2 separate regions of the Mus musculus genome follow, and region 2 is linked to region 1. The links are chromatin contacts, called in public promoter capture Hi-C maps. All regions are on one chromosome and are shown on one strand. The core of a region is the stretch at or near the end of the contact, and the rest is flanking DNA. Distances in the headings are between cores, read along the strand shown.

Region 1 (6,251 bases), core at 2,205-4,704:
AGGATGTAGAGTAAGAGAACCACTCACCCACTCCTGGGAGGAGTGAAAACTTGTACAGCCTCTGTGGAAATCAGCATGGCAGTTCCTCAGGAAGATGGGAACCCACCTACCTCAAGATCTAGCTCTACTACTCTTTGGCATATATCCAAAGGGCACTTCATTCTACCACAGGAACACTTGTTCATCCATGAAATCGCCAAATAGTAGGGAAACAGAACCCCTACTGGTTGTCTCTTGTCACCAAAAGAGCTTCCAGTACCAAGATTAGGTTACAAGTTAATTGAGCTGTTGGCCAAAGAGCTCCCATCAAAAATTTCACACAGTTCAGGCTGTTGCCAAGACAACAGATTTCTCTTCACAAACTGAAAGTCAGGCCCCGTTGCTGAAGACAACACCAATATAACTCATTGAACATGGAGAAGTTGGGTTGCAGCCTACATAGAACCTTCACCCCAACGTTCTAGGGTCTTCGGTTACAGGAAGGTACTGGGCAGGCTATCAAAACAGAAACTTAAAACAACAAGCCAGCCACAAACACTTTGTTCTACAATGATGTGCCTAAAAGATATGTTAGGGAAATGGCAGCTCAGAGTTTGTGAGAGTAACCACCCAAGTAACTTAAAGGACATTCTGCAAGATGGAATTCATACCTAACACTGCTTGGGTGATCAAGAGCCAGAGACTACATTGCTCAGGGACCTATAGTCCCTACAGTGCCTATGTGTGTGTGTGTGTGTGTGTGTGTGTGTGTGTGTGTGTGAGAGAGAGAGAGAGAGAGAGAGAGAGAGAGAGAGAGAGAGAGAGAGGAGACCTTGTAACACATAGCTCTAAATGGGATTTCTCCATCAAATGTCTCTTCTCGGAGCTGAGAAAGAGTCTAAGAGCCAGAGGTGATGGAGGGTACCAAGAAAACAAGGCTCTCTAAATCAATATGACCAAAGCTCGTATGAATTCAGAGACTGAAGCAGCATTGTAAGATTCCTTAGTGTGCAATAGAGTGGGTCTATGGTTCCTGTGCCTTCTTTTGAGTTCTTTTCTTTCTGTTTTCTTTCTATCCTGTCGAACTTTGATGTTATATATTTTGCTATAAGAGAGTTGAGAAAAAATTCTTTGTGTATGTGTGTGTATGCATGTTCATTTTGTCTGTGGAGATACATGTGCATATAATGTATGCAAGCAGAGGTCTAAAGCTGAGGTTGGTGTCTTTCTCAATCACTCTCCACTTTTATTTGTTGAGCCTGGGTTGCTCAGTTGGACCCAGAACATGTGATGGACAAGTCTAGGAAGCTGGCTTGTTTGGGAGATCATTGTTCTCTGATGTCCAAGTACTAGGATTACAAGTAACTAGAATACCTGCCTGGCTCTCATGTAAGTTATAGGGATCTGAACTTGGTTCTCATGCTTGCTGGGCAACTACTTTATCCAGGAAGCCAGACCCCTTCTTCAATATAAAGTGTATTCATAGGCTGGGGGATATTGCTCAGTAGTTCAATACTTGTCTGGTCAGAGTGAGGCCTTAGTTTAAATTCCTAGTACAGAAAAAAGAAAACAACATCAACAAATTCATTGATCAATCAATTATTCCCTTTCATTTTCTTTTCACTTCTCTTCCTTTTTTTTTAAGATTTATTTATTTATTTATTATATGTAAGTACACCGTAGCTATCTTCAGACACACCAGGAGGGGGCGTCAGGTCTCAATATGGATGGTTGTGAGCCACCATGTGGTTGCTGGGATTTGAACTCAGGACCTTCAGAAGAGGAGTCAGTGCTCTTAACCACTGAGCCATCTCTCCAGCCCTTCACTTCTCTTTCTTTACTGACATCTTTTAAAATTATAGTGAGGTATTAGAATGGTACAAAAGAAATCTACATAGTAGAACCCCGAGTTACTTATTTCTACAAGTCTCCACTTCTTTTATCTGTAAAATGGGAACATAACACTATCCTACTCTATTTGGTGTGGTTATATAGAATGATATAATCTGAGTAATTTATAAAGAAAAAAAAATTCTCACAGCTCTGAAGATGGTGGGAGGACTGCATTTCATGAGAGAGACTTCTTCCTGTCTACCCGAATCTGAGAGCAGAAGGTCTGATGGACATTTGTGAGAGAGCAAGGGACACCTTTGCAGTTCCAGACCCATGGTTTATAATGTGCTCATGAACTCCTAAAGGCCTTGTGTCCTAAATACCCAACACCATTGCATTGGGGATTAAGTTTCCAATACAGTTTTTTAGGGGACACAGTCAAATCACACACAAATATACTTTATAGTATTGTGTGGATTAAAGAGGGGCCATATTTGCAAAATGTCACTGTCTGTAATTCTAGATCTTTTCAAATGGTAGCTGTTATTAATGGAAGCACACCTGTTCTTGGACAGTCGTGTGTGAGCCTGCCCTGTACCTCTCTGGGAAATTTAGAACAAAGCCAGGAGGGGTCTGGGACCCAAAGCAGTACCCAGTACACTTTGCTATTTATTGATAATGGGTTAGGGATGAGTCTTGACCTGATGATAAGTATTTCCTTTCATAATCGAATTTAGATTTTCTCAGCTCAACCTTTTATTGTCTTTTTTTTTTTTTTTTTCTTGAGACAGGGTTTCTCTGTGTAGCCCTGGCTGTTCTGGAACTCACTCTGTAGACCAGGCTAGCCTAGAACTCAGAAATCCTCCTGCCTCTGCCTCCCAAGTGCTGGGATTAAAGGCGTGCGGCACCACTGCCCGGCTCTTTTATTGTCTTTATCAACAACCTGTTAACAATAGTGATAAGCACACCACAAGTGACACACCTTCACAGAGGGACAGAAATGTATTTAATCCTTCAATGTCCATTTGTGATGGAGACCATCACCTCCACACCCAGGTAGATAGTAGACAAGCACCCTACCTATAGGGTCGACCCAAGAGTGGGACAGGTTGTGGAACTAGGCCAGTGCAGGGAGTGCACTAGGCAAGTTGCTAAATGTATCCCCTCTTTTACAGGGTCCACGATAGAGTTACCTCTAGGAGAGAAACTTGCAGAGGCAGAGAATGAATCTGGCGTCGTCCTGTTTCTCTCCTGCTTGTAAAACACGTGGTGAGGAGCTGAATGGGGTGATGACCCCATTCCACTTCGAAAGTCTGTAGAACTTCCGATTCGAAAAACCGAGTTCCACTCTCAGCCTCGGTCAATTAAGTCTTTACAAAGAGGGGCGGGGCCTCCGGGAAACTGACCTGGGGGGCGGGGGAGGCGACAGACCCTTCCGAGCTGCTGATTGGCTGATACGAATGTCTGTCTTCTTTTGTCTCCGCCCTACCTCCAAGCCCCTTAGCCACTGGAGGCGGTCGCTCGACGCCGGACCTGGTGCCTAACAGGCAGGGGGCGTGCTCCGGGGGGGGCGTGCCGGAGCGCGCCCCGCCCCCGCCCCCGCCCCCGCCCCCCAGCCCCGCCCCCCGCCCCGCCCCCGCCCGGGCGCCGCTGCCTCCTCCGCGCCGCGTCCTCTGCCCGTCTCAGTCCTCGCGGCACGCCGTTGCCTCTCTCTCCCGGAGAACGTCCCGCGCTCGCAGCGGTCGCCGCACTCCGGGGCCAGCTCTCGGCGGCCAGCGCTCCGCACAGGGTCTCCCTCCGCGTGCCCGTCTCTGCTGCGGTCGCGGCCTCTCAGAGCTCCGGGGCGGGCCATGGAGGCAGACGGGGCCGGCGAGCAGATGAGACCGCTACTCACGCGGGTAAGGAGCGGGGAGGCCGAGGCCCGCAGACAAAGGCGGCGTCGCGGCGGGGCTGCCGGCGGCCTATGCTGGCGGCCGCGCGCCGCCGTCGCCTTTGTGTGGCGGGGGTCGCAGGGGACGGCCGGCTTCGAGCCCTCGGGGACGCCTCTCCCGAGGACGCGTGTCCGCCGCCGCAGTGCCCGGCTCTCAGACGCGCGGCTCCGGGAGCCGTGTTCTCCCGCCGCGTGGACGCTGCCGTCCTTCAGCCCAGGCTGCTGTTCCTGCCGCCGCCGCCGCCTTCAGCCTGTGGCCGGAGTCGGGACCGGCCGTCGGGGCCGGCGCTCTGTGGCGTGTTGGGTCGCAGGCCCAGGAGAAGCACCGTGAGTGCAGTGTCCTCCTCCGGGCTCCATAGAAAGAGAATGGACCGAGAGAGACCCCAGTGCTCTGCGCCGCGCGTCCCCAGTCCAGCCGATCCCGCTTTCCCAGTGCAAGCAGCCTGAGTAAGGGCGGACTTGGGACGCGCAGAAACTGGGCTCTCATTTAAACGGGGGAGGGGGCGGGGGGCACACAAGTGGCCCGTTCTCTAGAAACAGGAACGTGTATGTGCCCTACAGAAGAAACTGCTTTCTCCTTTCAGAGTCTCTGACTCAAAGGATGTGGTGGTACTAATTTTCCTACTTCCAATTTTTACTCTGACCAGTGAAATGGGAGGGAAGGTTGCAGGGATGAATTTTCCAGTCTTTTCAAAACAAGGAAAAGGACATTTTGCCGGTTTTTTTTTTTTTTTTTTTTTTTTTTTGGTAGAATTTTCCTTAAGGCTCCCTCCTCTCGTTACTTTAAAAGTTATTGTGGAGGCCGTGGGCGGTGATCATTCATTACTTCACAGTATTCAAATATAAACTCTTTAAATATAAAGGAAAACTTCGGTCTTAAGACTGTGAAGTTCTGTAGTGGTTATGGGTTTGATGGGTCACAGTGATGAAGTACTGGAAACTCCTTAGGATTCTTTTTATGGCCTTTGAATGAACCTTCAGGACCTTCTCCAAGACTATCTGTCAAATACACTGTTGCTTGTTCTTAACCTTATTTGCACATTTTCAGCTGAACAGTAAACAGTATCAGTTTTCATAAACCTGGGTAAAAATGTTGTATTCTCTATCACAGTCTATTTAGGCAGAAGTCGTCATACACAGTAAGGCTATTGCCATTCATCCGTCCATCCATCCATTCATCCATCCATCCATCCATCCATCCATGCATGCATTCTGTGCAGTAGCTTATTGAGAACTTATTCTGTAGTGTCCAGAGTAGAAGCACTTTTTTCCGATAGAAGCTTCATTCAGAGGGGTGTGGGTGTGTGTCTACAATAAGGGACAGGATAGGGGACAAACAGATGGCAAGGAACTCAGTTCTGGTATTAGTACCATGATAGGAGAGTATTTTGGAAGGTCATACACCCTAAGTCTTTGGGAGAATAAAACTTGGCAATAATAAACTTACAGAAAGTAATAATAGAAATAAGGGGCTGGAGAAACGGCTCTGTTGTTAAGATCATTGGCTGCTCTTTCATAGGACCCAGGTTCATTTCCCAGCACCCACTTGGCAGCTTACAACTGTTTGTACTTCCTCTTCCAGGGGAGATACACCTTCATACAGACATACATGCAAGCAAAACAGCAATACAAAATAAATTATAATACAGAAATAAAATTGCTTCTAGTCTGGAAGCAGCAGTGACAATAGGTTAAAATAGTGGAGAGCGTTCTGCTTTTTGGAAGGTGGAAACATGCTCACTTTACTTTGGTAAGTGAAAACATAAAAATGAGATACTGTGATGTTTGTCAATTATAACTAACTTACTTTCTTTCTTTCTTTCTTTCTTTCTTTCTTTCTAGACAGGAACCCACATCGTCCCCAAGCAGGCCTCAACCTTGCTACAATCCTTCTGTTTTAGCCACACTAGTGCTTGCATTATAGGCATGAGCCACTATGTCTAGCGCTCAGTTGCAACTTTTACTTCACAATAGACTGGCCTAGCCAAAAGAGTTGACTAAAATTCATATTTATATACCACCTTAAGTTTATAATTATGCAAAAATATTTGAGTAGCCGTTATGTTGGAGGCCACTTATATTACTTTGTAGATGGAGCCCATCTCTCATAATTTAGTATTATGATTTCTCACTGACCATAGCATTGGAAGGAAAACTTTACCTCACATTATCTTTTGTTTTGAGGGATTGAACTGGGTGAGGGGGAGGCTTATCTATGCTAGGCTTGGCTGCAACATTTGTTTTGCATTAATAAAAATGTCACCATTGTAGGTTTGATTTGGAATTTATCAAAATCTTATTTTTTTAATGTTGGATAAGTAGTTGTTAGTCATGTTTTCTAGTGTAGGTTGTAGCATATAGTACCAATTCTCTAGTTTTAGCAAAGAAGCTTTCTTTTGAGCATTTTGAGAATGTCCCATGAAAAGGTTGCTTCTCTGATTTCTTTCATTTTATAGGCTTTCTCTTTCTCTCTTTCTCTCTTTCTCTCTTTCTCTCTTTCTCTCTTTCT
Region 2 (6,251 bases), core at 1,208-3,707, 1.5 Mb after region 1:
GACGAGAGGTGGCAAAAGCCAAGTGAGAAACCAACAGCAGACCCAGCAGTGGGGACCCTGTGTCCTATACAATGAAGATAATGGTTTCATCAAGGCCTTCAGAAACATCCTTGGTATTACTCTACTTAATGTAAGCAAAAACATTTTAAAATCTACTCCTGGTGGGCATGTGGGATGTCTCAGAATTTGGACTCAAAGTGCTTTCTGGAAGTTAGATGAGTAGTATGGCATTTGGCATAAGGCTGCTTTCCTCAAGAGTAACTGTAACCTTCCCATGCACAAGACGATGAACTCAGATCTTAGCAGAATCTTGAAAATCCCAGAGATTCAAAGAGCCCCCTGAGCACCACACAAGAAGATTCAGTGTAGAGTCTTGAAGAAGAATCCACTGAAGAACCACAAAGACTATGCACAGGAATACCATTCTTCCTAAGGCCAGAATCACAAACTTCAGGTGAAAAACTGGAAACAGCAGCCACTGCACAGGCAGCCAACTTGAAGAAGGTTGCAGCACAGGAGACTGCAGACAAGAAGTCGGCTGTAGGCAAGGAAGAAAGGAAGCCCAAGGATGTCAAGAAGATAAGAAGCCTGCAGGGGAAAAGGGTTGTGGCTACCAAGAAAACCAGCAGAAAAGAAACCTACCACAGAAGGAAAAAAGCCGGCTGCATAAACGATTAAAATTTGTTTCATTCCAGAGAGCCAATAGAGACAGTCTATTTGAATAAAAACATAACCAAAGGGGAAAAAACTAGCCCACACAAAAACACATAAAAAGAAAGCTATCTTGCTAAAATTCAATTGATTGAAAGAAAATAGAAAATCTAAAATAGCAATAAAAAATGTCAGAACTTCAGTACAACTGTCGCTTTTAAATGAAAGCAAATATTTTATAATAAATTGATAGATTATATTCTGTTTTTTAAAATGTGTGTGATGAATGTGAATTCAAGCATCAAATGGGGTACACTGAGGCACAGAATGGAAAACTGATTTCTTGGAACCTCACTAAGTGTATGAAGCCATCTACAAAAAGTGACAAATGCCATTACATAGTCTCGAGGTCTCATTTTATATACCTCCATTAAGGAACCCCTTTGTGATTTCACATATGTGACAGTGTCTGTGGGGCCACATAAGGATCCCATATTTGAGGCTGTGTCTGTCTTAGCCCTAAATCCAAGATGTACCAGCCAGGACACAGTCAGTAACTCTTCAATCTTCATATTGTAAGAAACATTTAATATTAGACTGTCCTGACAAACACTACAAAACTTTTGTTTACAACAAGGAATTCCAATCTCTTTACTTTCCCCATCTGGTAAAACCTTTATGCAAATGTTTTCATCCTTTCCAGGGTAAGCCTGATTTTACACAAATGCCCTGCTTGGCATCATCATATCTTAATGGTTCACTGCTCTGCTCATCTTCATTGTTTGCTCCAATTGTTTTGAAATTATCTACCCTCAAAAGACCATGAGGTCAAATCTCAGCCAATGGGGAAAAGACACAGTCAGCGGCTAGTTAAACACAAACTAATTGCACTTCCTGTGCAGGTGTGCTTGCTCACCCACAAACCGAGTTCACTTCCTGGGCAGGTGTGCTTGCTCAACCATCATTGTGAATAACACACCCTTCTGACAGGAAATAAACTTCTTTGTTGAGACACTTTAACCTGATTGTAATCTCTTTCTTTGCAACTTCAAACTTATTTCTAACAGCATCTTTCCTTGCCTCGTCCTAAATCAGTCTTGACTTGCTTAGGGAAGCCCTATTGCTGTTATGTAAGAGTACTAAACATTGTCTTATTGCCTTAAGCCACTGTGATTTCCAATGTTCTCTACTTGCCCCCTAAAGGTCAATGCTTGATCCAGGATCCACAGACTCACAGGCATGCAACATCAGTGAGTATTTTCTACCTTGACTTTCCCAACCACCAAGGCTCATCTGTTTAGTCCCTTTATGATGAGTCTGGCTATTTTACCCTAGTCTTGACCCTCATGGGATCTTTTCCAGGACTTCAAATGAATCCCTGAATGCTAGGCCTTCCATTTTTCCTCAGCCTAGCCTTGTTTCAGATATACCTCATTCTACCTCTGACCTTCTGATGTGCCTCCTTTGGTCCTTTCCAGGCTACCACTCAGTAGCAAGTAGCAAGGCTGTGGTCAATTATATCACATGTGGTTCCTGATAGACATCAAAAACTTCCATACCCACAAACCAGGCCTGGCTTGTCCAGCCTCTGCCCTATGCCCAAGCCTCAACCCTAGCTTCCAAATCTGCTATTTAATTTGCCCTTCTGCCCTGTTAAAGCCCTGCCAAGAAAATTTAATAACTGTAATTGCTTGCTGTAGTCATAATTAATCTGGAAAATGTGGAAGTGGTCTGTGTTACAGGTAGGAGTGCTTTACACAGGGATCTAGAGACATTCACACATGTAGCAAAACCAGAGGAAATTTGGCTACCAGCACTTTCACAGAGAACTTGCCTCAATCAGGATGTGGCTGATCCTCTAGGACTCTCTAAAAGCATCTTTGGAAACTCTACCTCTTTCTAACCAAGTGTTCCTACTGAAAACTCTCTACTAGGACCTAGGCAGGGAAGTATTCTTAAAAGGGCATTTCCCAAATTCTCCTCTGCCACAGGAACTTGAAGGAGGGGAAAATGGTCTGAATACAGACACAAGTGGTTAACCAAAATGATATATTCTACATTTTGCTTCCAGTGAGGCCCCTACAAGTAGACTCTCCTAGTTGGAGCCTGATCCTATATCCTCAGTCTGACTAAGGCATTGATTCAAACCAGATAAACCTTTTAGGACCAGAATGGTACTTGCCATATGACCCAAGTTTTCTGCTTTCTGGAGTCTCTGAGGAACAAAGATTTTTCTAGGACTGAGACAGACAAACCCAAGACACCAGAGGGCTTCATTCCTGGGACCTTAGATGTTCAGGCCACAGATGTTTCCTCAAGGTAGGCATTTCCTCAGGATAACTGTGGAGCTGACACTGGTTCTTCAGATCTCAGCTTCCATTTCTCTACAAGCTCACATACACAGAAGCCTGAAGGCCAAGCCATAGATGTCCCCATACCACAGGTTTCCCAGCCAACCAAATTGGCCATTGTCATTTAAATATCTCTAACCAGAAGTCCCAACATGAAGTATACTAAAAAGCTTCCCAATTCTGGGCTCCCTGTCATAGATGTATGTGAATGCTTTTCTTAACTTGAGTTCATTAGATAATGGGATTAGCATAGCACAAAAAAATACTTGTTTTTGCACAAAACCATTACATCTGCAGAATAGTATAAGTCCTCCTAGATGCATTCAAAAGCAACCCCACATAGTTAAAACGTATCTTTCTAAATCCCATATTCTCCAAACTACATTGTCTGTCCTGTCAATTGTACATCCAGGCATCATGCTCCTGAAACAATTGTTCTCTATATGTACATTAGAGATATTCTTTCCATTTACAATGTCCCGTGAAGGGTAGAAGACATAGTTCAGTGGTAGAGTGCTTGTCCAAAATGTGTAAAATCTGAGTTTGACTCCCACAACTGCAAAGAAAGAAAAGGAAATGAAAAAAGGAGAAAGAAAAAGAGAAGGGAGGAGAGGGAAATGGAGAGGATCCCCTTAAAATTATGTCAGTTTCTTGAGACACTGTCAAATGCAACAAAACGCACTGTAGTTCACAGGACTAATGTCATTCTGTGCTCCTATATGGTTGTGTATGTGTGTGTGTGTGTTTGTGTGTGTTCTTCTGAAAAGCACTGAGGATAATAGTTATTTACCTTAATAATGTCCCTAGCCCCATGGTCACAGACATACAATGACCCAATGACATTAGAAATGATCAAGAGAAAACTTTCAGGTAGAATTTAGAATCAAATAAATTGTTAAAATGTTGCCTCATAAATTAGAATGTTTCTAGTTTTCCCCAATTGGGAATGCACACTCCATACTATACTGAGTTGTATAAAATAGAGATTTTTGGATAATAACAAAAAAAATTAATCAAAAGCAGGATAAACACTAAGCAGAGAATTGTTGCTGAAAAGGGTCTAGCCTCCAGTTATTGTGAGCTATTACCCATCCTCAGACCCCAAGAAACCAGCACAGCAGTCTATATTGGCAACTCACCAAGTGATGCTTGATTTAGGTAAGTTTTTTAGTGCATTAAAACATTTATTCAAAACCTTGAAATTTTCCTACCTACTTTTCTGAAGTATTTTCTTGGGTTTGTTAAATAACTAGCAGAAAGCTTTTATGGATCTCAGCAGATACACTAAATGTCTGAAATTAACAAATAGACCTTCTAAGTAAGTAAAGGATTATTAAAGCGCTAGAGAGAAAATTCATGTGGAAATATAGGAAAGGTGGGGAATGAAAGACAGAAGCTCTGGGAAGGCTTCCAACACTTGTAGGAAAAGGAGATGGACATTGCCTTTCACTGAAGAAGGGAATTCCTATTTATGGTACAGACACTCCTTCATTTGAATATTTATTGTGATGACCTGTTTAATGGCTAGAGTAGGATGATGAATCTAAACATACTGAAGACTCCCTTTGGTCTGTATGAAACTGCTCTCTTCATCTCTTCTGAGAGGTTTTGTTTGAAGTCTGTTGAGTCACTTGTTAGAATGGTGTGAAACATGTTGTTTTCCTATTTTGTTTGTGTGGAATGAATCCTGTTCCATGGGTTTCATTTGCCTTTGATGGAGAGGTGTGTTTCTTTGAGGTAAGAAAATGGATAAATTCTTGTTGCTTTTGCAATCCAGCCTACTAGTTTGTGGTTATGGTGGAAGAACTAAGCATTACTATTGAATAGTGTGTTCGCTCCCTCCATTATGTTGATTTTGCTGTATTTTAAATACTTTTACTGCTTTTCTCTCACAGCTTTCAGTGATTGCTTTTTGGTTTGGTTTGGTTTGGTTGGGTTGGGTTTGGTTGGTTTGGTTTGGTTTGGTTTAGTTTGGTTTTGGTTAAATTTCTTTGTACTTGATATTTAAAACCTCTATTTTATGTAATTCAACTTCCCGGGTCTATTTCTCATTGAGCATGCTTTGTTCTTTCCTGTAGCCTCTTGAATATGTTTTCTCCTTGGTCTAAAGGATTATTTAAAGTATCTTCTATGGTTATGGAGTAGTGGTCATAGGTTCCTTCCCTTTGTTTACTTCATGAGAAATTCTCCTTTATCCTTCAATTATGCTGGGTAGTTTTTCTGGATATCGTAATCGATATTGGCAGTCATTATCTTTCAGTGCATGGAAGACAATGCTCATGCCCTTTCAGATATTGGGGATTCTTTAAGAAACTGGATGTGATTCTGATGGGTTTATCTTTACATGTGACTTACTGCTTCTTTCTCACAGCTTTTGGTTTGTCCCTTTGTCCTATTGTCCTTTTGGTGCTTTATAGGCCTCCAGTCTATGGTGGTCATTTCTTTCTCTAACGTTGGGAAATCTGCTGTTATGGTTTTGTTGAATCATTGTTTATGTATTTAGCCTGAAGTATTTCTCTTTCTATCCCATTGATTCAAAAAATTCTGTCTTTTAATGGTATCCTATTGCACTTGCATGTTTCCCAGTATGTGTGAGACCAAGTATTTATAAGCACATCTGAACTTATTGTACAAAAAAGCCATGTGGAAGTGTACTCTTACAGTAGTGGCCAACATGAAACACTAACAAGAGGCCAATGGATAATCTGCTACTAATGGAACTACTATATGTATTCTTCATGTTTTCATATTATTATATCTTTATCACTGTCTCAATATTCTATGTCAACTTTTTTCTTCTATCTTAATAATGCATCTTTTATTTGATCAATTTTAATTGAAGAGTTTTTTTTTCTGGTGAATTTTTCATTTGATTTATTTAGGTCTTTTTTTATTTCTAAGATTTCAATTTGTTCCTTTTTTTTCCCCAGAGTTTCTATTCCATCGTATTCCTGTTTTACACCCTGTATTACTTTTCTCATTTCATGTAGCTGTTTATTTGTATCCTTTTAAAACTTAATTTCAGCTCATTTCTATCTTTTTTTATTTCATTCAACATTCTTATAGTCATTCTTTTAAACTCTTTGTCTGGGACTTAATATAATGTACCATTGGAGTCATTACTATGAAATTTATCTTTTGAAATGATAATTTTTCTGAATCTTTTATGTTTTTTACATTTCTACCTTGAGACATATGCATCTGGGGTATCTCATTTTTGGACTTTTCTCAATATTCAAGTGGGGCTTG

The links. Promoter capture Hi-C pulls out the DNA fragments that hold promoters and counts their contacts.
Region 2: a contact with region 1 is called in a promoter capture Hi-C map of pre-B cells, with 6 times the contacts expected there. The contact joins the enhancer-like site here to the promoter of Slc4a7 in region 1. A contact is called at or near these places in 4 of 39 promoter capture datasets (cranial neural crest, hippocampal neurons, pre-B cells and 1 more) and 1 of 115 datasets of contacts at active chromatin or transcription factors (double positive thymocytes).

Annotation. Positions count from the first base shown.
Region 1 is chr14:14,699,571-14,705,821 of GRCm38.p6, forward strand. It overlaps Slc4a7 (solute carrier family 4, sodium bicarbonate cotransporter, member 7), which reads left to right and starts at 3,455. Exons shown (of 26, transcript NM_001360504.1): 1 at 3,455-3,710. The coding sequence starts at 3,663.
Region 2 is chr14:16,171,949-16,178,199 of GRCm38.p6, forward strand. It overlaps the pseudogene Gm8517. Among named protein-coding and RNA genes, the nearest start is that of Oxsm, 68 kb to the right of the region's middle. Within about 2 kb of position 2,458, at least 65 of the 459 cell types and tissues checked have an H3K27ac peak or open chromatin away from gene starts, as enhancers often do. A contact at or near this core is called in double positive thymocytes and pre-B cells, where this site is marked.